Regions from separate parts of the Mus musculus genome. Here regions 1, 2, 4, 5, 6 and 7 are each linked to region 3. Evidence: chromatin contacts called from public HiChIP or PLAC-seq and promoter capture Hi-C data. All regions are on one chromosome and are shown on one strand. Each heading gives the region's core, a stretch centred on a gene start, on an enhancer-like site or on the middle of the called end of the contact. The rest is flanking DNA. Distances are from core to core; before and after follow the strand shown. Region 1 holds the start of Trf (transferrin). Region 2 holds the start of Tmem108 (transmembrane protein 108). Region 3 holds the start of Wdr82 (WD repeat domain containing 82). Region 4 holds the start of Nphp3 (nephronophthisis 3 (adolescent)). Region 5 holds the start of Cdv3 (carnitine deficiency-associated gene expressed in ventricle 3). Region 6 holds the start of Ccdc51 (coiled-coil domain containing 51). Region 7 holds the start of Srprb (signal recognition particle receptor, B subunit).

Region 1 (3,544 bases), core at 486-2,985, 2.9 Mb after region 3:
GAAGATGAGAGGCTGGCGCCATGACGTTCAGTGTTCTTGGTGGCCCAAGACACATCTGCACATGTCCCCAGTTGTGTGTTTAATTCCACACCAGAGAGCTTCTGGTCACCCACGGCTCCTCTTGAATACCTATGGCCGAGATGTGCTGAGAGCTTCACCGGGCTCTTTCCGCAGCCTGAAATCAGAGCGTCAACATCCTGCAGACTTGACAAGGAAACCAAGGACCAGAGAGGACAGGACCCTGATTAAATCCAGTAAGAAACGGTTGTTGAAAACCCTAAATTCCCTTGGTGATTCGCCTTGACCTTTCCCTGAGTGTATATGGAGCCTGGGATAGTACACTTGGTGATATACCCAGAGGGACATTTTCAAATGCCCATTTTTTTTTGACTTCATCATTTCAGAATCTTCCAGTCCATGTACAGGATTGAAATGCACAACTCTAGTGAGAGTTGAAACGGCGGCACGTATGGAGGGTGCAAGCGAAACGTTTCTGTGATGAATGCAGTCAAAGCAGTTTGGTGACTACTTAATCAGGGGTATCAGGATGCCAAGGAAGCCAAAGCCAACCATCAGACTGGTGGATGCTCAAAGCCAACCATCAGACTAGCACCCCAATGGAGGAGTTAGGCCAAGGACTGAAGGAGCTGAAGGGGTTTGCAAACCCATAGGAAGAACAACAATATCAACCAACCAGACACCCCCCCCCAGCTCCCAGGGACTAAACCACCAACCAAAGAGTACACATGGAAGGACCGTCCCATGGCTCCAGCTGCATATGTAGGAGAGGATGGCCTTATTAATGGCATCAATAGAAGGAGAGCCCCTTGGTCCTGTGGATGGATGCCCCAGTGTAAGGGGATGCTAGGAAGGTGAGGCAGGAGTGGGTAGATAAGTTGGGGTGGAGGGGGTGAGAGGTGGGGGAGCACCCTCATAGAAGCAGGGGAAGGGGAATGGGATAGAGCGTTTTTTTCAGAGGAGGATAACATTTGAAATGTAAATAAATAAAATAACAACAACAAAAAAAAGGAAGCATCCTCTTTATGCTTACACTGGCCCTTTGTTCTGAGCCTCACAGTTTGACCACTTCCTGGCAGTGGGAGAGAGTTTCTTGTCCCTGTGACTGTTTCTAGCCCGGATTGTCTCACCAGAAGCTCAAGGGCAGGAAGCTTTCAGCTCCAGAGCAGGCCAGGCCTGGCAGGGATAGAGGGAGGGAGAGCTGCCCCCGGACTGTTGCTGGGATCATGGCGTGCTGCCTCTCTGACCTGAGCCAAGTTTCCCAGTTAGGTTCCTTCTCCGGTTCTAGTCTGCCGTCCTAGGCAGTTTCCCTTCCGCTCAAGCCTCAGTCTCCCCCCCCGCCCCCCTATAAGGTTGATGAAGCTGTTGGCAAGTAGAAGCCCTGGCACCCGGGAGCAAGCCACTCCCGCCCAAGCAGCTGTACCATGCTGCTCCAGGCAGTGATAACAAAGAGTGGGTTCTGCTTTTAGCTTCCTTCTAAACACAGGCTTTTTGAGTGAGTGTGTGTGTGTGTGTGTGTGTGTGTGTGTGTGTGTGATTGTCGTGGTAGTGGATTCCATGCGCAGTTCTGTCCCACAGCTCAGGAAATGAGGTGATCATCAGGGCAAGAAAGGAAGGGGGTGGATGCGGGGTGATTGGGCAATTGGACTGCGCAAACACAAGAGGTCAAAGATTGCGCCCAGCCGGCCCCCTCCCTCCGTGCATAAAGGCGAGCGGGCCACGGGCAGGCGGCGCAGAAGCGGGTCGGTCTGTACTCCCCGCTCCTCGCCACACACACACCGAGAGGATGAGGCTCACCGTGGGTGCCCTGCTGGCCTGCGCTGCCCTGGGTGAGTGTGCGTGCAGGGGATGACTGGCTGGCTATGTATGCAACCCTTAGGAGCTAAAGCTGGAAGTCCCAGCTTCCAGCCCCTTGCTTCTTCTCTGTGGTATCTTCATCTTCCATAGCGTAGGAACAACGTGGATCCACATGCATCTGGGGCTCTGATTCAGTCTCTACCTTTCACTATCCTCATCACGCTGTCTCCCCTATGTCCAGTAATTTGAAGATATGGTATACGCGATGTTAGAAAACTTTTAACCAGTTTACCCAGGCGCTATCCCGGGGCCTCAGTATAGTCCAAACAGCATGGTGTGGTAGTCACAACTTCCTGAGATCTAATCCTGCTATCTCTCCTTTGTCTGATGCCTCCTTGGATGCCTTTGGCGCTGGTGGCTTAGACTAGGGTGTGGGATTTGAAGCCAGAATTCTGGGGTTCAAATCATACCTGTATTTCTCCTGCGACGGGTCTTGCTTGTTACCGCACATGCCTGGGAGGGTCAGGTGAGGGTGAGGTCACAGGTCCCAGTCCTGCATCCTGCTGACTCCTCACCAGAGGGGGGGGGGGTCTCAAAGACCCAAATGCCTGCTCCAGTTGGACTGTAGTTAGCATTTGTCACAGTGTTGGGGCTGTCTAGTTTGAGTGATTTGTCATCCCTAACAACTGTCAGCCTGAAACAGGCTTCCGTGCTTGTTAGCTCAGGACACCTTGTGTGGCTATGCACAGTGACACCGGACCAAGGTCAAAATTTACAAGTTAGACGAACTAGTTTGAAGAGGCTAGAGAGGTCGTCTATCCCTCTGGCCACGGTGAACTAAAGGGAAGGAGCTGGGGACGATCAGTCTCCCTGTTGTCCTTCCTCATCCATCCTGAGGTCCATTGGCCTCACCCACCCCGATCCATGCTTAGTGATTTGTGGGCTTGCTGAGTCAGTAAGTCAGCCCTGCTGAATTGCCCGAAAGGGAAGGGATGTGACAAGAGCTAGGAGTGCCAGGTCCCACAGACGGCATCTCTCCATCGTGTGGATTTCAGTGGTGACCCAGCTGGGGAGATGGTACAACTGGGCAGATGCTTAGCATGCAAACACCAGGACCTAAATTCAGAACCCCAGCAACCATGTAAAAAGCTGGGTACCGCAGTGCCCTGGGGAAGCAGACACAGGAAGATCCCAGGGAACCCACAGTGCCCTGGGGAAGCAAACACAGGAAGATCCCAGGGACTTTCTGGCCAGACAATCTAGTGGAACCAGCAAGGCTCAGATTCAGTGAAAGACACTGTCTCCAAAAAAATCAGGCAGAGAGTAATAGCGGGAGACACCGCACGTTGCCCTTTGTCCCCCACCCCCACCCCCCATGTGTTCCCATCTGCACATGCACACACCACATGGGAGCCCGATTATATAAGCACATACACACATCGTGATACACGTAATTGTCTTCAGCTGATTCTCTAAATGGCGGCCCAAAGGGGGTAAAGCATCCAGGGAAGGTTTGGTAGAAACAGAAGCCTGCTGCATAGAAGGGAGTTCCTAGCCTTTTCTCAACAGAAGACAGCTGAAGAGTATCACAGGTGAACTCGTGATCAAACTGTCGCTCAGAGAGACGCAAAGCTTCTAAGATCGTTATCTTCCCCTGGGGCCTGGCCATCAGACCTAGTGTCTGGGCTGCTAACAAACATGATGACGTAGGACAAACCTGCTTCCTCCC
Region 2 (3,309 bases), core at 97-2,596, 2.4 Mb after region 3:
AGCATCCCAGCACTTGGAACACTGAGAGAGGGTCATAAATTCCAGGCCAGCCTCAACTACATAGGGAGACAGTGTGTGTATGTATGTGTGTGTGTCTCTGTGTGTGTGTATGTGTGTGTATGTGCTCTTGAACTATCCTGAAACATTGTTGAATAATAAACTTGGCAATACTGGACAGCAAACCTGTTAGTTGTCTAGTCTAAAAAATGTCCATCTCAAGTTTGAGGATGCAGAGGCATTGGTTATCTGACTTAGCAACAAAGGATTATTTAGATAACTTTAAAAACCCTCAAGGGAAACTACGTTTCAAGCTCTGCATTTTATACCTAAATTGTCCAAAGCGTTAGTTACTTACATCTCCATCCTTTTAGAACAGTGGTTCTCAACCTTCCTCATGCTGCGACCCTTTAACATGGTTCCTCATATTGTGGTGACCCCCCCCCCCACCATAAAATTGTTTTCCTACTTTATAACTGTAATTTTGCTACTGATATGAGTTATAACATAAAAATATATGTAGCCATGGTCCTTAACGGGGTCGCGACAGATAGGCTAAGGACTGCTATTTTAAAACATTGTTTTAAAATTCAAACGTAAAGTCTTATTACAGGCTGTTGAGATTCTACAAGGCTGGAACCACTTGGATGGTTTCTCTCGTATCTGGTCAAGTCTCGCATAGTGATACTGAGCCACACGTGTGAGCACTTTAGCACGGAGTGTTCTCATTTGTCTCTACTCAGTCTGTTCCACATACACATAAAGTTGGCCCAGGTATACTCCATACCCTTTCCTCAGCTGCTGTTCAAACTCTAGGTCTCATCACTTCACCACACGTCTGAATGCTCTTCAACACTGAAGGGCAAGAAAGGTCGTGAAACTTACAAATAAACGGGGCAGGGGCTAGCCACATCATTTTTTGACAGTGCTCCTTAAAGCATGGCCTTGGACCAAGAGAAGGTTCATCACTACTTGGGGACTTGTAAGAAATGCAGATTCTCGAGCTTACACCCCAGACTTTAACTAGACTCCCAGGTGATTCTTATTTAAGCTAGGATCTAAGAAATAACTAGATGTAGGAATTGGCCAACTGGACGCCACTCATCCGCGGAAATAAGGGACTCAGCCCTTTGTGCCCGCCTCGCACCCGCTCTACTAGGTAGCAACCGAACCCCCGGGGACATCGGAGCCAGGCGCTTGCCGAGGGCAATTTGGTGATTGGCTTGTGAGGCCACGTGACCAGCGCTGGGCTGTCCACGCGACACGATTGGTTCTCGCGGACGCTGACGGACAGGGCCGGGGCGGGCCAGAGCCCGGTCGGAGGGGCGCCCGCGGGGGCCGGAGGGGCGAAGGCGCGAGTGCGCGTGCGCGAGCGCGAGCGGCGGGGCTTTCTCCGGAGCCGTCGGAGGGAGCCGGAGCGCTTCTCCCGAGGTGAGCGGAGTGGGGCGGTCCCTCTGATGCCGGGTCCCAGGGAGCGGCGGGGGATGGCTCTGGGTTCGCCTGCCCCGGGAGCCCTGCACTAGGGAGGATGCAGCCCAAGCATTCGCTAGTCTCCGAGCCTTGGTTTCCCTTTTCCCACCCTCTGATACATCTCGCCATCCTCCCCGCGGTCACCGCGGCTGTGCCCGAAGAGGCTTGCCCACCTGGTCGCCTCGCCTCGGCCTTTGTTTCCCGCCCCGGAGGGATGCTGCCACCGGTCCCCTCCCCAGGGGAAGGGCTCCTGAGGCGCTGCGAGGGCGCCACGGGCGCTGGACTGGGTCTGGGCAGAAGGTGGCTTCCATGCAGTGGGACCTGTCGCATAGGAGAACGAAAGGGTCGGGGAGAGGGTAGTGTCACTTTGGTTCGAGCCCTTGAGACCCGAACTAATCCGGTGACTGCGAGAGAAGCGGAATTCATAGCGCAGCTGATGATTCTTCTGCCTCGATGCGGGAGCGAGCATCGTGGGGGAACCGAGCCTGTGCTGCCTGGAAAAGGGTGCCCTGGGGAAGGCTACCCTGTCTGTCCGCTGGACCTCGAGCCTGCCCTCACCCCAGACTTCACCGAAATACAATGCTCGGAACCTACGGAGAGAATCCAGAGATGCGTTACAAACCTTAAATATTTTTCCCTTTAAAACAATTAGATAGAGCAGGTCACAAAAACCGGTTTCCAGAGACAGTGTAACTGGTGACTGGGAAATAGTGAGGGAATTTGCCTGCAGTGAACTGCAGACCAGACAGTGCACTGAGAGGCTTCTTCAAGAAGATAGAAGACGCGGGGTGGGGGTGGGTTCTGTGACTTTCTAGGTCTATTCAAGAGGGTACTTAGTTTCAGTCTGTCAGGAGGGCAAGCAACAGAGGGAGAGGGGAGGTAGGGTCTAAGATGCACTTTGTAAATCTTTGCTAAAGTGTATGGGTTTTTTTTATTATTTATTTAAAGACCATTTGACTGCCAAAGAGATGGGGTGTGGGGGGAGGAAATCTCCCTAGAATCCTTTAGAAGAGGGAGGGTGTGTCCAAGAGTTTAAAATGGTGCTTAAAAGGCAGGTTCTTGGGGAGTGTCCCCAAACACAGTAGCAATGACATGCGAGGCGTCTAAAAGACGTGAAACTTGAAAGATCCCATGAGTTTTCCGCGGGTTAACTAATCTGATGCACCTGGCTTTGTAAAAACTGGTTCAGCCAATTGCCAGAGTTTCCGTGTCACCCATTCAGAACTTAAGGTGACTCAGTCTCTGCCCGACTCTCTGGGGACATTCTGATCCTACTGTAAGGCCCCTTCTTCCCTCGTGTGAAGTTGCTTTTTTCTTAGGCATCTAAAACAAGCATACCTTGTGCCAGCAAAATACTCAATTTAATTTATTGAATTACACAATATTCATTTTACTTGCTGAAAATTTCAATTCATTGGGCAAGTTTAAAAAAAGAAAAGCAAACATTTTGTTGTTTTTGTTCTGTTGTTTTGAGAAGGCACCCCTTCCATTTGTTAGACTACAGGAATCAAACTCGGGACTCTCAGCAGCACAGCACGGAGTAAACTTATGGTGGTTTCCTGAGATGAGCGTAGAACGGAATCTGCTGTGAGGCACAGTGGGAACACCACAGCTGACCCCACTAAAGCGCAATAAAGGTTCTTATCTGACAGACGGAAACACAGCAAATTAGTGGGGACAACTTAAATATGGAAGCTGATATGCACTGGGGATGGGAGAGGAATGTTGAGGACGAAGGAGGTGGTGGCATGGTTTGAGAAAAGCACACATTTTCTGCTTTTAGAGAAGAGATGTCATTTTGCATGTAATCTTCATATAAGATACACAGAAGGCATTGACGTG
Region 3 (3,467 bases), core at 58-2,557:
AGCAAACCACAATCTGGCGGTTATTGTTTTTTGTTTTTTAACTGTTTTGAGTCAGGGTCTCTCTGCTATGAAGTCCAGAACTCAGGGTCTGACTGCCTCTATCGCCCAAATGCTGAGATTACTGGCTAAGCGGCCAAACTTGGGTTTTTTTTGTAATGCAAAAGGAAACACTAAATTGTTCCGGAATGCTTTCTTTGTTTTAAAGAGAGCTCACATTCTGACCAGAATGGGGCGGCCAAGTTCTCAGGAGTCTGGCAAAGAAAAGTTTCCAAGAGTCTGTTTAGTAAGTTAACTGTAAGCCTGGGTATTGGTACTGGGAAAGGACAGCAAGCTCACATGGGCACAATCGATAAATCCTGACAGCTTAAAAACTGCATCCCGCGGGGCTTGATTGCAGAAAAGCCGCGCGGGAAGCTGAGGGGTAGGGGGCGGGCACCGTGCCAGGGCTGAATCCAGGTCACTGCTGTGAAGGCAGAGAGCTGGACGCCACTGATGGACAGAACACAGCTCCTGCCGTTCTGCATCGAGCTCAGAGTCCACCCGCACATTCTGACAGTCGCCAGGGGAGTGGAAAGGGCTATCCGTCCGGCTGCAGGGTGCAGGGACATGGCGTTTAAAGGTCAAGGTCAAGGTGGGGTTTGGCAAGCGGGAAAAGCGCGCTCGGAAGAGAGCAAAGACACATGAACTAAGAACCATCATCATCTTAAAGAGGATCTCCTGCAGCACTGCGGGATGGAGGTGGCCCTGGCAAGAGCGCCTGCACCACATGCCTGGGGTTGGGGGTGGGGGCTCAGTCGGGGACCAGCGACAGAGGGAAGGAGAGGGGCACTTGGAACTCGGCCACTATCACACTCACTTGCCCTCCTGGCAGTCATAGAGCACGATGGAGTCATCATCGCTGCTAGAGATGACCGTCTCGCCATTGGGACTAAAGTCAAAGCAGTTGATCTTGTCTGAGTTCTCGCGGAACACCTTGGCGACGCGGAAGCTCCGGAGCACGCTGTCGGTCAGCTTCATGGCGGCGGCGGCTGCTGCTGCTGAAGGCAGCGGCGGCGCAGGGCCGGGGCGGGGCCGAGAGGCGAGCGATCGGGCGGGCTGCTCAGGGCCAACCCCGGCGGTGCGGGCGCCGCGCTGGAGACGAACCGAAGGACGGCTGACAGTGGGGCTGCCGCGTCCTCTTCCTCAGGCGACGCTCTCTCGCCCGGACGACGGGACCTCGCTGACCGTTCTTCTCCGGAGTCAATTCAGGGCCAACCGGCGCTCCGCCGGCTCATTGTGTCCGCCATCTTGAAGGGAGAAGCAAAATCAGAGGGCGAGGAGCTTGTGTCGCGGCGGACGCCGGGAAAGGGGGCGGGGAGGGAACGGAGGCGCGAGCTGGGGGAGGGGGGGCGGGACGATGACGTCAGCGGGGCGGCCTCCCGTTGCTGAGGCCCCGGAGCTGGAGCCCGCGGTTCTGGGGTGTGAACCTGCGGGCGTGGAGCATCTAAACCCTCTCTCTCGAGGGCAGGACTTGAGGTCGCCTCGGGGCTAGTGCCTTTGTGGGTGCTCTCAAGCCCCGGGGAGACGCTGGTGTCTCTGAGGCCGCAGGACCTGGCGGAGAGGCCTGCTCGTGTGTGGGTGTGAATCAGGTGAACCCATCACCGACTGACTTAACCACTGCACGGCCGAGCCAGGAGGCTTCGATTTGTTAGTTGAGTGATGTACAACATACACTTGCACGAAGTTTTAAGTGGCATTTTCAACTGGGTTTATATTAAACTTCAGAAGCTTGGAACTTCTTTTAAAATTTAATGAGAGTCGAAGCGCATGAAGATCCCTAACTTCTAGTGCGGGAGGAGGGGGAACCTTAGGAAGGGACATTTCACTCACTGGCAGGTGATTGCAAAGGCATGACAACCAGAGTCCCTTATAACCTGGGTTGACAAACGACGAAATGGAACACGAGAAAAAAATGGAGCCTTCTTGAAAAATGTGCGGGGGGGTTGCATCTCAGGTTCTTAGGTTAAAGAAAAAAGGTAGCTAGATAGAACTGGAAGTGGTTGGCTGAGGGAAAACGACAAGATTGTAAGTTTGTACTGCAGTTGTCTCCTGACAAAGGGCAGAGTTCCTGGCTACAATCTGTTCCGGGGTGTGAGGAAGGGAAGGAACCAGTTTGAGTGAAACCTGAATGGATGGCAACTTTCCAAATTGCAAATCTGTTCTAGAAAAACCTTCCACAGGTGGTTGCACTCAATCCCCAGTGATTGCCTTTGAGTTTAGGTGATCCAGGTGATCCAGGCTGCTATGGAGCTTGAGATAGCAAGGACAGATCTGGTGCCATGTGCCCGACTTGCTGTGGGAACTGAAGTTTTCTGAAGAGCATCTACAATAAAGATCCTGCAGACTGGCTGACTACAACATCGCAATTGTGGAGACATCAAATGTAGGCAAAGGATCTGGAACTATTTTAGGCCTCTTTAAAAACTAGTGTGTGTGTGTGTCTGTGAGTGCGTGCACACATGCTTTTACCTTCTGAGCCTTCTAAGGTGGCCTTGCTTTAGACTTTAAATAGCCATTTACTCTAACTTCCAACATTCTCCTAATAAATTTCTCGAGAGACATCATTCAGTTTAGCTTCATTCACCCTAAAGCTAAGATGGCTGTAACATCACCTGAAATCTATAATTTCCCTACTATACAGCTTTGCTGTGTGGCCCATCTACTTGATATTTTCACAAATATAATTGATCAACATACTGAATTTGTTTTGGGGGGGTGCTGTTCTGTGACTACAAATTTGTGTAATTTCTTCTAGGTAGAACCTGTTATTAAGGGTAAATTGACTCCTAATTCCTGGGCAAAGCTGTTCTTTTATATCAGCATTTGGGAAGCAAATATACCCAGGAGATGCCAGTGTATGTGTGTGTGTGTGTTTGGAGGGGTCTGTTTTAACATACAAATTTGACTGTAACAACAGTCTTAATTTACCAAAATGTTCTCTACCAAAAAAAAAAAAAAAAAAAAAAGCCTTGAAAGGTATCTTTCAAAACTATACCCTGGGGCTGGTGAGATGGCTCAGTTGGTAAGAGCACCCAACTGCTCTTCTGAAGGTCCAAAGTTCAAATCCCAGCAACCACATGGTGGCTCACAACCATCCGTAATGAGATCTGACTCCCTCTTCTGGAGTGTCTGAAAACAACTACAGTGTACTTACATATAGTAAAAATAAATAAATGTTTAAAACAAACAAAAAACTATACCCTGTACCTTCTTTAGACTTCACTGTTAAAGCTCCCTCCCAAGATTTAGCATCCTGTTTTTTTTTTTTTTTTTTTTTTAAAGATTTATTTATTTATTGTATGTAAGTACACTGTAGCTGTCTTCAGACACTCCAGAAGAGGGAGTCAGATCTCGTTACAGATGGTTGTTAGCCACCATGTGGTTGCTGGGATTTGAACTCCAGACCTTTGGAAGAGCAGTCGGGTGCT
Region 4 (3,366 bases), core at 329-2,828, 2.2 Mb after region 3:
CCCTTCTCCCTGCAATTCACATGGTTCTTAGTGGGCAGTGGTGCACATACATGACATCATACACGAGGGACACGCAAGTCCACTTTATAAGGGCAAGCACATTGGTCTCCCAGTAGAAAGTGAGGCGAGCAGGGAGCTGAGGGTGAGAACAGCTTCCCAGATAATATGCTAATAGCCCAGCAGATTCTGAAGGGCTTCATAGCTTATGGGAATGATGCCCTACTAGAAGGAAGGAGCCTTCTTTTACAAAAAAATCTGTGATGTTTATTTAAGTTCTGATGTGCCGGGAGCTCTTGGGCTGTCAGAGATCCCTCTCACAGAAAAGAAAGGTATAAACAAATGACCACCAGAGAGGCTCCGAACCCACGGCATATAGTCCCATATTTTTACTCCGAGAAGTTCTGCTTTACCTAGTATCCGAATGAATCAAAGGCGATCTGTTATAAGGCCTACAATAGCATTGCAGTAACTGTTTAGTCCATTAACTAAATGGACTAAGAGAGTTTGAGTACTCTCAGGGAAGACTTTTAATCACAACAGTTAAAAACCATAAAATCAGGAGGTTTCCAGAAAAATTCCTATCGTATCATTAAACCCCAGAATCTGCCGAACTTCGCGAAGAAAACTAACCCAAGAACTCCATTTTGGAGATACCTAAAACCGGGAGGAGTTTGTGTGTAGTTGCTCTGAGAAATTTTTCGACTTCAGGACTTGGGTTGATTCAACGTGTCTTAATGAATGAACCGTAAATTGAAAGGGGCAGGGGAAGATGCTGATAAGAAATTAGTTTACACTCAAATAATGATTCCACATAAAGGAGGAGCAGCTTTTGCACAATTTAGAAAACAACTTGGTTTGTAGCTGGGGTAGGATGGTGGTGCCACCAAGCGGCTGAGCGGTGCGCTCGGGTCTCAGTTTCCTCAGAGCCTCCCGCTTGCGACGCTCTCGGTCCCGCGTTACCTGCAGCTCCGCCCGCAGCCGCTTGTTCTCCGTGTCCAGCTTGGCCTCTCGGCGGCCCATGGACAGCAACTCCTGGTTCTTGCTGACCCGGAAGATCTCATACTCTTTCTTGAGCCGCTCGAACTCGGCCGCCGCATACTCTAGCTCGGGCACAGACGAGCCGGTGGACTTGAAGCTGGCGCCCAGCAGCCCGCCGCCCCCTGCCGCGCGAGGCAGCGACCCGGGCCCGGCTCCCGCGCCCCTGCGGAACGAGCTGCGCAGCAGGCGGGCCTTGGGTTTCACTTCCACCGGGATCTCGCAGGCCTCGCCGCCGCCTGCCCCGTACGTGTCCTCGATCACCTCCCCGCCAGTGGGACTCACCAGCGACGAGGCTGTGCCCATGATGCCCGCGGCCGGCTGAGGCTGAGAGTCGGCTGGGTGCCAGGAGGAGGCGGGACCAGGAGGGCGGGGCCTGTCAAGCGGGGCGGAGCGCCGCAGGGAGAAACCAAAATCAGAGAGGAGCGTGGCCAGGAGCAGGGAGGTGGCCGGGGCGTGGCCAGGCCTTAAGGGCGGGGCCTAGATGGTGGGGCGAGGTGCTGTAGAGGAGAGGGCGGAGTTTGGAGGGAAGAGCGGAGCAGTAAGTGAGCCGGGCCTGGTGATTGGGGAGAAGGGCGTAACGTGGCAACTAGAGGGGCGTGGTGTTGAAGAAGAGTGGCCGTCTTGAGAAGGGGCGGAGCCATACTTTCGGGGCGTGGCCGAGCAAGCTGGGGATGTTAAGGCTAACAGAGAGGGGTGGGACGTAGCAGCGAGAGGAGGTGTGGTCAGTTGAGAAGAGCAGTGCCCAGAGAGAGTGTCGGGCCAGATTTTAGGGTCGTAGCCCGGTAAGTGGGGCGTAAGGCAGCAGCAGAAGAAAGAGAAAACCAGTCAGAGAGTCGGAGAGGTGGTCCTGGCTGGACAACGAGAGGGGGAGTGGCCAGGAGTCCTGTGGGGCGGAGCCAGGCTTTGGGGGCGTGACCAGACACGCGGGGGCGTGCTCTTCTGAATGAGACCAGTAGAGGAGCTGGACAAGGGAGGGTTGAGAGAAATGAGACTCGGGAGGAGAGGAATGGGTATCACGGAGCTGGCGGCCCTGAGAACTTGCTTTGCAGGAGCAGGCGGCAGGACTGAGCTGGGCAAGCTGGGCGGTACCAGGAGATCCGGACATCCAGAAGGGAAGGTTCCAGACTAGGCCCAAACCTACAAGCTCTGCTCCCTCTGCGTGAACTTTGTCTCAGTGAGCAAGAACTAGATCACATACCCATCTGCCCCCGCTCTGCCGCAACTGTTTCTGTGGTCCTGACTAAAGGGCTCTTTTCTGGAGGCAGTTCAGTGCCTAGTGTGTCTCTCAGGAAACATGTAATAAATAATGCCAGCCAGGAAAGAACTTCGAAGCATCACCACTTGAACCCCCCCACCCCCGCGACCCTTCTCTCCCCCCACCCCCATCCTTGATAAGCTCAGGTTTTATAACGCCTGGCGATAAGGATGCCAGGGACCCTATTCTAGACGGAAGAAAATTGTTAAGTACAGGGTTTGCAGGAAGGGAACGCGTGCTACTGTTCCAAGTTGTCCTTGGTCTGCTAACTTATCTTCCTGCCCATCCCAGATTGGTACCCCAGGTTAGAGGGGACAGAAAAGTGAGCAGTGGCTTTGACTCAACACTGTTGTGAGCTGGGTGCTGGTAATCTTTATACTTGCCCTTTTCTTAGGCAGTCTCCGAATGCCAGCCACTCTCTCTGCCATCATCCTCATTACCGGGAGCCTCATTACCCAAGGGGGATATAATCTTATTCCAGTGCTTGCTTACTCCATCCCCAGCTGTAAGAAATCTGGTAGCATTTTAAGCATCAGTCCATGCAGAGCCTCCTTGGGCTGACCTAAGATAGTCTTTGGTGGCTCACTCCATCCACAGGCATCCCTAGGATTCTTGGAAAGCCAACTCTGAGATGTAGATAAGCAAGCAAGATGTCTACCAGAGAATGCTGGGTAGGTACCTGGGGCAAGGCAGGGGAATCAGTGCAAGGTTGCTCTGTGCAGCATTCCCAGCAAAGACCTCAGCCAACCCTGCAGAGACTTTTGAAGCTGGGACGGCCCTGGGGAGTTGTCCTAAGTTACCTTGGAGCTAGAACTTCAAACTTTTACTTAATCTAGCCATCTGCTCTCTTTAGCCGGTGGAGACTGATGGCTGAGAATAGTCTGCTGTCAGCACTGTCATGGCTGACATCCAATCTTTCACCCTTCATATCTATCACAAAGCAAACAGCCTTTCCTCCAAGGAACTCTGGGAATGCTGGTCCGTTTTAACTCCCACCCCACCCCCACAAATGCCCTGAACTCCTTCCCTCAAATTAGCTGGTCGTGTTTTCTCTGACCTCTTAGACACCCTTC
Region 5 (3,595 bases), core at 837-3,336, 2.8 Mb after region 3:
AGCAGAGGGAGGCAAAGGCAGGAAGATCTCTGAGTTCAAGGCCAGACAGGGCTACACAGGGTGACTCTATCCTAAAAACAAATGAAAGGAAACAGAAACAAAATGAGAGAGAAAGGAGAAAGAGAGAGAGAATTGGAAGTGGAGATTCAAGACCATCCTTGGCTCTGTGTTCAAGGTTAATTTAGGATACTTTAGACACTGTCTTAAAATGAGGGGGGTGGGGAGCAGGAAAGGGCAGAAAAAGAAGGAAAGAGGAAAGAAGACAAGGAAGGTAAAAAGAAAGTTTGCTAAGAGATGTTAAGCAAAGCTGGTGGCACTGGGCAGTGCTGAACTTGGACAATACCACAGGAAGATATGTGGTGTCACAAAAGGAAGTCACCTAGGAACCATCCTGGGCTGGGGGAAGAGAACAAATATGTCTGCTTATTAGCCAGGTGTGGTGGCGCACACCTTCAATTTCAGCACTTAGGAGGCCCAGGCAGGTGAATCTCTGAGTTTGAGGTCATCTCCGTCTTCAGAGCCAGTTCCAAGGCAGCCAGGACTACATAGTGAAACCTGTCTCAAAAAACAAAACAAAAGAAAGGTCTTCTTATTGTTGGCTACAGCCATAGAGCCTTCATTTATCCATCGATATGTTCAGAATGTAGGTCTTCAATAGCCACAACTAGGGAAGGACTTGTAAGGAAAGACAGGAGGGAACAGGTGTGGAAAGACATCCCTCCATTTACTAGCTGGGTCCTATCTTTCCCCCAAGGCTACAGACATAGGACTTAGCCATTTCCTCAGTGGTTGTCACAGCTTTCTCCTCTACCCTTTAGAGGAAGCAGAAGTTTAATGCATACCCAGACCACACGTCTCATAGAGAAACACACATTTGATTCTCCAAGGCCCCAAAGTCAAGTCAGGTGGAAACAAGGATATTTTTTATCCCCTTCTCTGTCCTAAGATCCAGCATAGGAGCCAAAGTTAAACTGTAGCAATCACTCAAACTCAAGTCAGAGCAGGAGCAATTCTAGGTGCAATTGTGTAACTAAAAACAAGGAAACTCCAACATCTGTATTGGGTCATTCATTCTTTAGCTGGTAGAGAGCCTCTCTAGCAAGAATGGAAACCCCTAGTATCGCTAACATAGGCACAAAAGTGCATGCCTGAATTCTCAGCACTTGGGATGGTGGAGGCTGGAAGGTCAGAAACACATTATCTTTTCTATGTATGGCGTTCAAAGCAGCCTGGGGTAGGTGAGACCCGGTCCCAAAACAAAGCAATCTCCCCCAAGCAAACAAAAAGCTTTCTGGGCTGCAGATGTTTCGGGGATCAAGTATTCACATAGTATGTGCCAATAGGGTGAAGACCCAGGAAAAGGAGGGGTTTTGTGTGTTTTCTTTTTGTGATTCTGTGGACAGACTCTGCGCTGACATGCGCCTGTCGCACGCTACCACCAAAATCACATTCCCAGCCATTCTCCATCTCACAAGAGCTAGCGTTAGAGGGTCAGATTTATTTAGCCTGACCCTGGTAGACACAGCTAGTCAAAATCAGTTCCCTTCCTTTCATGCACTGGCTTATTTAAGATCCTTCCGTAAATGGAACCACGAATACTAATCCAGCGCTCCTCATCAAAAGCATTCCATTCAGAAGAAAAGTAATAGGTGCCCGACCAGAGAGGGTGCGAGTACAGAAAAGCAGGGCAGGAGGACCAAGCTTGAACATAGCTGGCTTAACATGGTCTCTTTCCTTTTCCTGAAAGTTCAAACGCCTACCAGGCCACAGTCCTGGCGAGCAGACGCACGTGTACCCTGCGCATGCGCGCAACCAAGGCACACCCGCCCCCTCCGGCTGGTCTTCTTCAGCCAAGTCACCAACCCTCTAAATGCCCGCCCTCAAGGCAAATTCCCTGGCCAATCGGAGGCAGGAGTCACTAGGGACGTCACTCTCTTTGCCTACACCCGCTTTCTCCCCGCCCCCATACAGGGCACCGCCCCGTAGAAGGAACGGATTGTCACCTAAGCGCTCCGTCCGGGCATCTGATTGGCTCTCCCGGAAGACCCGCCCCCTTCTCATCCCGCCGCCCGCCCCCCTCGGCGCGCCCACAGCGGCGGGCGGAACCGAGCGCGCAGGCGCGGCGCTGCCTCTCTCTGCTGGTGGCCCGCCCTCCCTCCTCCCCTCCCTCCCCTCCCCGTCCCCTCTCCCCCTCCTCAGGCCCGCGCGTCTTCCTCCCGCACGCGCCGTCGTTAGCCGAGCGCTCGCCGGTGCGCGCCTTCCTTGTCCCTCAGGCAGCGGGGCGGGCGCGACCCTGCTCCACGCTCGCGGTTCCCAGCGAGGAACGTACCACCAGAGCACGGGGGGAGCCGGCCGCCCTGCCGCCCGCGCCTCGGCGACCCCGCGGGGCTGAGGCGACGCCGCACCCTGCAGCCTGAGCGCACAGCCGGCCTTGACCCAGAGCTCGGAGCCGCGAGCGCCGCGCCCTCCGCCGGCCCCACCCATCCGGACCGCGGCCATGGCCGAGACCGAGGAGCGGAGCCTGGACAACTTCTTCGCCAAGAGGGACAAGAAGAAGAAGAAGGAACGGAGCAGTCGCGCGGCCAACGCGGCGAGCGGCGCGGGCGGGAGCAGCGCGGCGGCGGGCTCCAGGCCGGGCGATGGCGGGAGCCTGGGCTCCGGTGCCAGGTCGGGCGACGGCGGGAGCTTGGGCTCCGGCTCCAGGTCGGGCGACGGCGGGAGCTCGGGCTCTGGTGCTAGGTCCGGAGACGGCGGGAGCTCGAGGTCCGGAGACGGCGGGAGCGCGGGCCCCGCCGGCAAGGCCATAACGAAGGTGAGGGTCGGGAGGCCGGCGGCCGGCCGCATGTGCCCGCCCCCGCCGGCCCGGGAGGCCACGTGACTCGGGCTTCGCACGTCGGCCCGGCGGGCGGGCGGGCTCGCGGTCCTCGGCCCCCGGGGCTCGTCTGGCCGCCCCCGTCCGCGGCCCTCTGCGCGCCGCGCCCTCTGGGCCACGGGGGTTGGGCCGGTCCCCGGGTGACGTGTGCCCGAGTCCTCGTGGTCCCGCTTGAGCCCCGCTGGGGCCGGATTTCATGTTCTTAAGGTGTTCCGAGGCTCCTCTGTGCCGCCCGGGCCAGCGTGGCTTACTCTCCCAACCACGGCCACGCAGGGCTGGGAATTGAGTTGTGGAATTTCTGTCGCCTTCTCTCCGCCGCTCAGCTCGCCCTGGGCTTGGGTTTAAGTAAAAGCGGCGGCAGAGAGGGCGTTTGGGAATTAGGCACGTCTCCGGATCTTGCAGGAACGGGCTAAACTTTACCGTCCGGCCACTAGCCCCAATTTTTGAGACAAGGTCTCACGGTGTAGCTCTGGTTGGCCTCCAGTTCACAAAGAGCCTCCGGCCTCTGTCTCTGGAGTACTGGGATTAAAGGTCTGTGTCACTGTCTGCAATTTTGTTTTTTTTTTGTTGTTGTTGTTGTTGTTGTTTTTTGTTTTTTTTAAAGATCACATTTATTTGCTTATTTGTGTGCGCGCACTCCTGTGTACGTGTGCGGAGAGGTTAGAGGCCGGGGTAAATTCTCTCTTCCCACCACGTGGGCCTGGAGAGTTAGACTCTCTGGTT
Region 6 (3,799 bases), core at 100-2,599, 2.9 Mb before region 3:
TCTCATATACACATACATTCACACACTCATAACTAGATTTTTCCCTCAAAAACTGGGCATATAGTTCAATTATACAGCACTTACCTAACATGAGTGAGGCCCTAGGTTCAAGCCTTTATTGCACACATTCATTCAAGCAAGCAAACACACACACACACACACACACACACACACACACACCCCTCCGTCACTTCTTCAGCTGAAGCATCTCTTCAGGATTTTATATTATCTAACTGTATCACTGCTTGAAACGTAATAGTAATCCATCTTTCCTGCTACTGTGGTTAATGGGAACTCAGGTACAAATGCTAGGCTGACAAACTCACATCACCCTAATTAATCCCTCTTGTTTTCTCTCCTAACTCAAATCCAATCTATTAGCAAAATCCTGCTGACTTTCTAAGCCTAGGAGTCTCCCCAACCCCCATCTCTGTCAGGTATACAAAGTGGTCTCGCTGGCTAGCATGCCATGGCTGGACTACCCCTCACTCATCTCCATTCCATCTCAACAGCCTTCAACAGTCCCGCAGTTTCTTCAGGGCAAAAGTCAACGCCTTCTCCACAGCTTCAGGGGATCTGACTCTCATTGTCTCTCCATTTTCGACTGCTTTCTCACTCCTTCCAATCATATGAAGGACTGGAACACACAAGGCCGTCTTCCACTCAGGGCCTTGGCACTGCCTAGCTCTTCCCTGTTCACAGTTGTCTCCCTGGCCTTCCTAAAGTCCTGCTCAGAGAGCCCCTGGAGAAGTCTTTTTTAACTACCCTAGCAAAAATGACATCCCACCAAGGGAGCATTCCTTAACCACTTTCTCTGCTTTTTTTTTTTTTCCTCCCCACACAGGTCACATAAGGTGTGATGCGTATTTTACTTATTTGCTCTGCGGTAGGTTTGTCTTGCTACAATGTCAGCGTTCCTCAAGCCTCAGTCCAGAATACAATGTATCTATACAAAGTACATACTCAAAAAAACGAACTAGAAGAAAGAATTTGCAAACACTTGCACTCATTGTTTCAATAAGTCCGAACTTTTTCCCGCGGCTTCTGAAGCTGAGGACTGGGTGATAATTGGCCACTACCCACTTCTGCCATCTCCTATCCCATCTCGTGCCCGCCACTTGAGCTTTCCTCGGTTCCGGAAAGGCACTTGCATGTACCCTCCCCTCCACCTGCAATGCTTTCTTTCTGTGCCGGATTACAAGCTTTATAGGCAGACACCATCCCCCACTCCCACGGTTTCGGATAAACCCAGGCAGAAGGAGCCTTCCGCCCCGTACCTGAATTGCCTAAGCCTATTAGGCTCCAGCAGAAAGCCCCGCGTCTGCCACTCAATTGACCCCTGACCGGTCAGCACCCGCCCCTGAAGGCATCCTTTAAAATACGTGAGGGTGACTTCCTGCCTAGCAGCCAATCAGGGGCCACGCATAGGTGCGGCATAAGCGAAGGCTGTAAGTCCTGTTTCCGGCATACGATCAGGGGCTGGTGAAGGGGCTGGAGGCGCCATGTCGGGCCGGGAAGGTAAGGCTATTTGGAGATCGGGGGTGGGACGGATGGATGGGGAACCATGGGAGGGCGATCGATGGCGGGGATGGGCCGAGCATGCTCGTGTCGCCCACAGGTGGCAAAAAGAAGCCCCTGAAACAGCCCAAGAAGCAGGCCAAGGAGATGGACGAGGTGAGGACGGGAGCGGAGGCCGGGCGGGCGCTGAGGGTATGGGCGACTGGACTGGAGTGAACCTGCTTTGCCTCTCTGCAGGAAGATAAGGCTTTCAAGCAGAAACAAAAGGAGGAACAGAAGAAACTCGAAGAGCTAAAAGCCAAGGCCGCCGGGAAGGGCCCCCTGGGTAAGTGAAGATCGAGCTATTGTAGGTATACTAGGGCAGGACAGGTCTGTTCCGGGGGTCGTTGGTGAACTACTGGGTCTGGTGTACACTCTGGCCAAGCCCCCTGCCTTGGGTTTGTGCAGTTCGAAGAGGGCGGGAGTGGAAACGTTGCCTCTCAAGACAGTCATGGGCTTCCAGTTCATGGAGAAGCTACAGAAGTGGAAACACCAACATGTACGCCGCACAGACACATATAGCTAAGTTTCTGAGTATCCTCCTGTTTCTGGTTACAAACTAGCAATTCACTTTATAGGTTGTTAACCTTAGAACATAGGACTTTTTTTACTTGCTGGTCGTGTTATCAGTAATGATACTGAGTCGTGCTATCTAGACTAGAGGATAAAAGTCCAGGCTCCTTAGCATGTATTTCGCTCTGGGTACTATTTTGTTTTGTGGCTATGCTGGGGAGCACACTCATTTGTGCAAAGCAAACCCTCCCTCTTGAGCTGTAGCCTACGCTCCATGCTCTCTCTGTGCCTTGCCCACGATTTTTTCTCTTGAGAGTGAATCACAGGTCCAGGAGTCCTAATATCTCATTAAGAAAAGTTTTAATTTTTGTATTTAAGCATATAGGTGTTTTTTATGCATGCATATCTGTGTACCATGTGTGTGCAGTGCCCTGGAAGACCAGACAAAGGTCTCCTGGGACTGTAGTTACAGACAGTTGTGAACTGGGAATTGAACCCAGATCCCCTGGAAGAGCAGCCAGTACTCTTAAATGCTGAGCCATCTCTCTAACCTTTGTTGTTGTTTTTTAAATTGATAGACAAGTTCTCTACCATTTGGGCAGTGGTGGCTCACATCTTTAATCCCAGCACTTGGGAGGCAGAGGCAGGGGGATTTCTGAGTTCGAGGACAGCCAGGGCTACACAGAGAAACCCTGCCAAAAAAAAGTTTCTGAGGCTGGCCTTGAATTTTAGATTCTCCTGCCTTCACCTAGATAGCCAAGATTAGAGTCTGTGCAACCAGCCTGACTTTGTGTGCATTGTAAAAGCACTATTTTGCATTTTCTAACTAGCAATTATTTCTGCCTGTTATCAGTGTCACATAGATACTGGAACTGTCACCCCAAGACCTATTGCATTGGGTTCGATCTGTTGTTTATCCACATAGCAATGTAATTGTAGCTGTTGTGATTGCTTTTTAAAATGAGGTCAGTTATCTGGCACCTTTAATCTGCGATTATGTATAAGGAGGTCAGACCTTGGTTAAATCCTGTACAGACAAAGTGTTTATAATCTGCAAATCCAAAGTGTCCCAGATCTGAGAGCTAACACCAGAAGCAAACTCCTGGTGTTGGATGATGCATTACAGTCAAGTGCAGAGGCCCTGGAAGTGTTGTGTTACATTCACTTCAAGCCATGTGCATGGGGGTGAGATGAAGCATGAGTAAGTGCTGGCTCCACAATTGGATCCGGTCCCTGAGATATCATGTGTATGCAAATGTCCCCCAAATCCCAGGAATTTCTGATAAAGGAACTTGTAACGAGTACTACTTCTCACTGAGCCCCATCCATTTTGGGTTTCTTGTTTGTTTTAAACAAGGTCTCCTAATAATTCCCCATCCTGTGACCTTGACCTCGATATGCTAGGGTGCACCTCTGTACCTGGACTCTTAAGATTTGTTTTGTCATGGTTCTTTTGTGCTCTTGTTCTGTTTTTGACAGGGTCTCTGTATAGCTCTGGGTGCTCTGGAACTCACTATGTAGACCAGGCTGGCCTCAAACTCAGAGGACCACCTGCTTCTTTTTCCTGGGTGCTGGGGTTAAAAGTGTGCACCTCCACCGCTAAACTGTGTGCTCTCTCTCTCTTTAGTTTTTTGAGACAGGGTTTCTCTGTGTAGCCCTGGCTGTCCTGGAACTCACTATGTAGACCAGGCTGGCCTTGAACTCAGAAATCCGCCTGCCTCTGCCTTCC
Region 7 (3,517 bases), core at 330-2,829, 3.0 Mb after region 3:
CCTAAATACGACAAGAGACTCCCATTGATTCCCCCAGCCTCAGTCTTTTCTCTCTCCAGTCACAGTTCTCCACAGATCTGCCAATTATCCATGTCACCTTCAGCTTATTGTTATACTATGAGTAAACTCTGAGTTCTTCAGCATAGCACACAAAACCACTCCCAGGTCTGATTCCTACAAACTTTTCCAGCTGCCTTTCTGCCACTTTTGCTTCCATGGACAATCTAATCATTCTTATACATAGCCTGTAGCCAGCGACTCAGTATCTGGCGATGGTAAGGCCAACGGAGTGGCCCTCTCGAGTGGGCTTCTTCTCACCTGCCCTCTGCCTTTTGAGGATGTATGGAAATCGAAATCACATTGCGAACCTTCCAAACTCAAACTTTAACATCTTTGTTTCATTTCCTACCCAATCACTCACTGCCACACTAGAGAGGAAGGGAATGTCTCATTTCCTCTCTTCCTGGTACCTGCAGGAGTTGGGGTTTTATGTGGCAGTGCGACATTTTAATGAATTTGTTTAGCCTTTAAGTGACATCGACTTTTCCTGTCATCTCCCAGGCAGACCTGTACTTAAATACTTTAAAATAATGACAGCTACTTAATGACAGAGGCTGCAAATGGCCCTCGAGGCTTGGCCACTTCTGACTCGCAGAGATATTTTTAAATTGAAGCTCACATTTTTTTTTAAATGTTTCGATTACCCGATGAAATCTTAAGTAGAAGAGTTCCCATGAAGATCTTTTATAAATAAGTCCTCTTGAGAAACTGAAAAATGTTGTCTACTCTGGGCCTCTCAAATGGCCTACCTGGTTGAGTAGGCCTGCTTCCTTTGGGTGGGAATGATCAATCTATCGTCGACACCTCCACATCCTCCCGAGCACTGATTTTCCTGATTGCTTTTTAAAATGCAGTCATTTTTTTCCGTGCTGGACGTGTCAATGCAGGACACAGAATTCCCGAGTTTCCCACATGTCATTGGCTTTTACTCAAGCTTCTCTTCCGTGCGTCTTTTTCTGTTTTCTTTAGTTGCCGGTATAGGTTAATGCATCCTCCAAGATTCAGGTCCATCTCTAGCTACTTTTCTCTGACCTCATAAAGGACTTGATGTGTCTTTGTGGATTCTCTGTGACTCCATCACATCTTCGGTCACATCATACTGTGGTAAAATCTCTCATAAATTTCATCCCATGTAACGGCCGAGTAGAAATCCTCACCCTCAAATGAAGTTTTGTAGCCGTTAATTTTGCTAAAAGTCATCATTCTTTCAAAAATCGAAATGAAATGGGAGTAGAGGGGTGGGTTTGACCAAAAGACATCATATTCATTTATGAAATTCTCCAAAGATAAAAAATTAAAATGCAAAGAAAAAAAATTCCACAAAGCTATACATGTCTCAAAGCATGCCGATATGAATACACTCGCTAACTGGGTTGTAGAAACCAAAAAACTCCAACTCCCATCAGGCACTTAGCCGAGATACCCCTAAGGGACTACAACTCCCGTGATGCCCCGCGCCCCACCACGGCGTGGAGCCTAGAGCCACGTAACTTTGGCGGCCCGGGAAGACTACACACCTCTTTCATGGCTTCGGCGAACACCCGGCGAGTTGGCGATGGCGCCGGTGGCGCCTTCCAGCCTTACCTCGACTCCTTACGACAGGAGCTGCAGCAGAGGGATCCGACGCTGCTCTCCGTGGCGGTGGCTCTCCTGGCGGTGCTGCTGACGCTGGGTGAGGCGGCCGGCATTCACGGCGAGGGCAGGGTGGCTCGGCGCCGCAGGCCAGGGAGGCGGACGGCTGCGTTCCCTCTTCTACTACTCGTCTTCCAGACCCAGCAGTGTGGAAAGGGGACGCTGAAGTGACCTGGGTCTTGGGACAGGACTTACATGAGGCGGCCCTGTGCGCTTGAGCGCTGCGGCCGCCATCGTTCATTCCAACTTTGAGCCACTTGTGTCTGAACTGGGCTCTGAGATACTGGGGTACTAAGGTAGAGTAGAAATCCACCAATCAAATGTAGCAAGCCACTAATTTTTCCCAGATCCATCATTCTGTGTATACTTTTAGTCTCCACATTTGGATGAGGGAAATAGACGTGAAAAGGTTTACAGTTGATAGTGGCTGGCGCTCCGTGAGTTCCTAACAAAACTGACTCTAATCCGTGTGACAATGAAAGTAGTCCAGATGGACGCTTTGTTTTTTTGTCGTAAATGCCTACTAATAATGTCTTTAGAAAATGAAGGCTGCCTTTCTCTTCTCTGCAGTGTTCTGGAAGTTCATCTGGAGCCGAAAGAGCAGTCAGAGAGCTGTTCTCTTCGTTGGTCTCTGTGACTCTGGGAAAACGTTGCTGTTTGTCAGGGTAATGCTTTGATTTTCACCTCGGTTAGACTTAAGAGGGATGGGTAAGGCATTTCCGTAGCCCTGTCATCTTGCAGTTTATTTGGTACAGCAAGTTTAGGACATGTTTTTAAAAATATTTTTTTTTCTTTTTAATTATATGTATGTGTGTGGGTATATGCACATGAGTGCCTGTACCTGTAGAGGCCAGATGTGTCAGATTTTGTAGAGTCGGTCTTCAAAGCTGCCTGATGTGGGTGCTGGGAATTGAATTCAGGTCCCTTTGCTAGAAGCAGGATGGGATCTTATCCAACTTAGTTGAGTCTCCAGCCCTGGGAGTTAATTCTTTTTTTTTTTTTAAGATTTATTTATTATTATATCTAAGTACACTGTAGCTGTCTTCAGATGCACCAGAAGAGGGAGTCAGATCTCATTACAGATGGTTGTGAGCCACCATGTGGTTGCTGGGATTTGAACTCAGGACCTTCGGAAGAGCAGTCGGTGCTCTTAACCACTGAGCTATCTCTCCAGCCCCCTGGGAGTTATATAAAAAAGACTCTAGGAAAACCTGTAAAAACACACACACACACACACACACACACACATACACACACGATGCTGTTAGAATACGTGGTCTGGGGATGGGGAGGTGACTCAGTCTGTTTTCTTGCCTGGCAAAAAAATGAGGGTCTGAGTTTGGATCGGTGGCACATACGTGAAAGCCAGGTCCAGAAGTTCTTGTCAGCAATCCCAGGGCCTAGGAGGTATGGATCCCTGGAATTCCTTGGCTCACCACCACCCATGCTAGTTGGTTTTCTCCCCGGGTTCAGTGAGAGACCACAGCCTCACAAAAGGTGGCTGGCTGTGTGGTGGTGGTCCATGCCTTTAAAGCCAACACTTGGGAGGCAGAAGTAGGAGGATCTCTTCAAGTTTGAGGCCAGCTTGGTCTGTAGAATGAGTTCCAGGACAGCCAGAGCTGCACAGAGAAACCCTATGTCAGGGAAAAAAAAAAAAAAAAAAAAGCAAAAACAGTAAATAAATAAGGTGGAGAAAGATTAAGGACTCCCGACATCAACCAACCTTCAGTGTACATACACCTGTTAAAAAATGCATTACCAGTTTCTTGGGCTACTCAGAATATAATGGTTATGGACATACATTTTTTTGTTTGTTTGTTTGATT

The links. Promoter capture Hi-C pulls out the DNA fragments that hold promoters and counts their contacts. HiChIP or PLAC-seq counts read pairs in DNA pulled down with a chosen protein or histone mark.
Region 1: a contact with region 3 is called in an H3K4me3 HiChIP or PLAC-seq map of embryonic forebrain, with 6 times the contacts expected there. The contact joins the promoter of Trf here to the promoter of Wdr82 in region 3.
Region 2: a promoter capture Hi-C map of pre-B cells shows a contact between it and region 3, with 2.7 times the contacts expected there. The contact joins the promoter of Tmem108 here to the promoter of Wdr82 in region 3.
Region 4: a contact with region 3 is called in an H3K27ac HiChIP or PLAC-seq map of epiblast stem cells, with 9 times the contacts expected there. The contact joins the promoter of Nphp3 here to the promoter of Wdr82 in region 3. A contact is called at or near these places in 2 of 39 promoter capture datasets (hippocampal neurons and liver), 3 of 115 datasets of contacts at active chromatin or transcription factors (astrocytes, embryonic stem cells and epiblast stem cells) and 2 of 9 other capture datasets (adipose tissue and liver).
Region 5: a contact with region 3 is called in a promoter capture Hi-C map of pre-B cells, with 3 times the contacts expected there. The contact joins the promoter of Cdv3 here to the promoter of Wdr82 in region 3. A contact is called at or near these places in 4 of 39 promoter capture datasets (the 3T3-L1 cell line, cranial neural crest, liver and 1 more), 1 of 484 Hi-C or Micro-C datasets (embryonic stem cells), 2 of 115 datasets of contacts at active chromatin or transcription factors (astrocytes and embryonic stem cells) and 1 of 9 other capture datasets (adipose tissue).
Region 6: a contact with region 3 is called in a promoter capture Hi-C map of liver, with 4 times the contacts expected there. The contact joins the promoter of Ccdc51 here to the promoter of Wdr82 in region 3. A contact is called at or near these places in 2 of 39 promoter capture datasets (erythroid cells and liver) and 1 of 484 Hi-C or Micro-C datasets (double positive thymocytes).
Region 7: a promoter capture Hi-C map of erythroid cells shows a contact between it and region 3, with 5 times the contacts expected there. The contact joins the promoter of Srprb here to the promoter of Wdr82 in region 3. A contact is called at or near these places in 2 of 39 promoter capture datasets (erythroid cells and pre-B cells).

Annotation. Positions count from the first base shown.
Region 1 is chr9:103,228,477-103,232,020 of GRCm38.p6, reverse strand. Trf (transferrin) reads left to right here and starts at 1,735. Exons shown (of 17, transcript NM_133977.2): 1 at 1,735-1,847. The coding sequence starts at 1,805.
Region 2 is chr9:103,759,874-103,763,182 of GRCm38.p6, reverse strand. Tmem108 (transmembrane protein 108) reads left to right here and starts at 1,346. Exons shown (of 6, transcript NM_178638.4): 1 at 1,346-1,428.
Region 3 is chr9:106,168,769-106,172,235 of GRCm38.p6, reverse strand. It overlaps Wdr82 (WD repeat domain containing 82), which reads right to left and starts at 1,307. Exons shown (of 9, transcript NM_029896.1): 1 at 857-1,307. The coding sequence starts at 1,017.
Region 4 is chr9:104,000,756-104,004,121 of GRCm38.p6, reverse strand. Nphp3 (nephronophthisis 3 (adolescent)) reads right to left here and starts at 1,578. Exons shown (of 27, transcript NM_028721.3): 1 at 961-1,578. The coding sequence starts at 1,341. Gm33054 (predicted gene, 33054) reads left to right here and starts at 1,763. Exons shown (of 2, transcript NR_168653.1): 1 at 1,763-1,820; 2 at 2,088-2,362.
Region 5 is chr9:103,364,271-103,367,865 of GRCm38.p6, reverse strand. It overlaps Cdv3 (carnitine deficiency-associated gene expressed in ventricle 3), which reads left to right and starts at 2,086. Exons shown (of 5, transcript NM_175565.3): 1 at 2,086-2,812. The coding sequence starts at 2,498.
Region 6 is chr9:109,080,046-109,083,844 of GRCm38.p6, reverse strand. Ccdc51 (coiled-coil domain containing 51) reads right to left here and starts at 1,349. Exons shown (of 4, transcript NM_025689.4): 1 at 1,278-1,349. Tma7 (translational machinery associated 7) reads left to right here and starts at 1,464. Exons shown (of 4, transcript NM_183250.2): 1 at 1,464-1,518; 2 at 1,619-1,674; 3 at 1,756-1,843. The coding sequence starts at 1,503.
Region 7 is chr9:103,200,127-103,203,643 of GRCm38.p6, reverse strand. Srprb (signal recognition particle receptor, B subunit) reads left to right here and starts at 1,579. Exons shown (of 7, transcript NM_009275.4): 1 at 1,579-1,732; 2 at 2,263-2,357. The coding sequence starts at 1,585.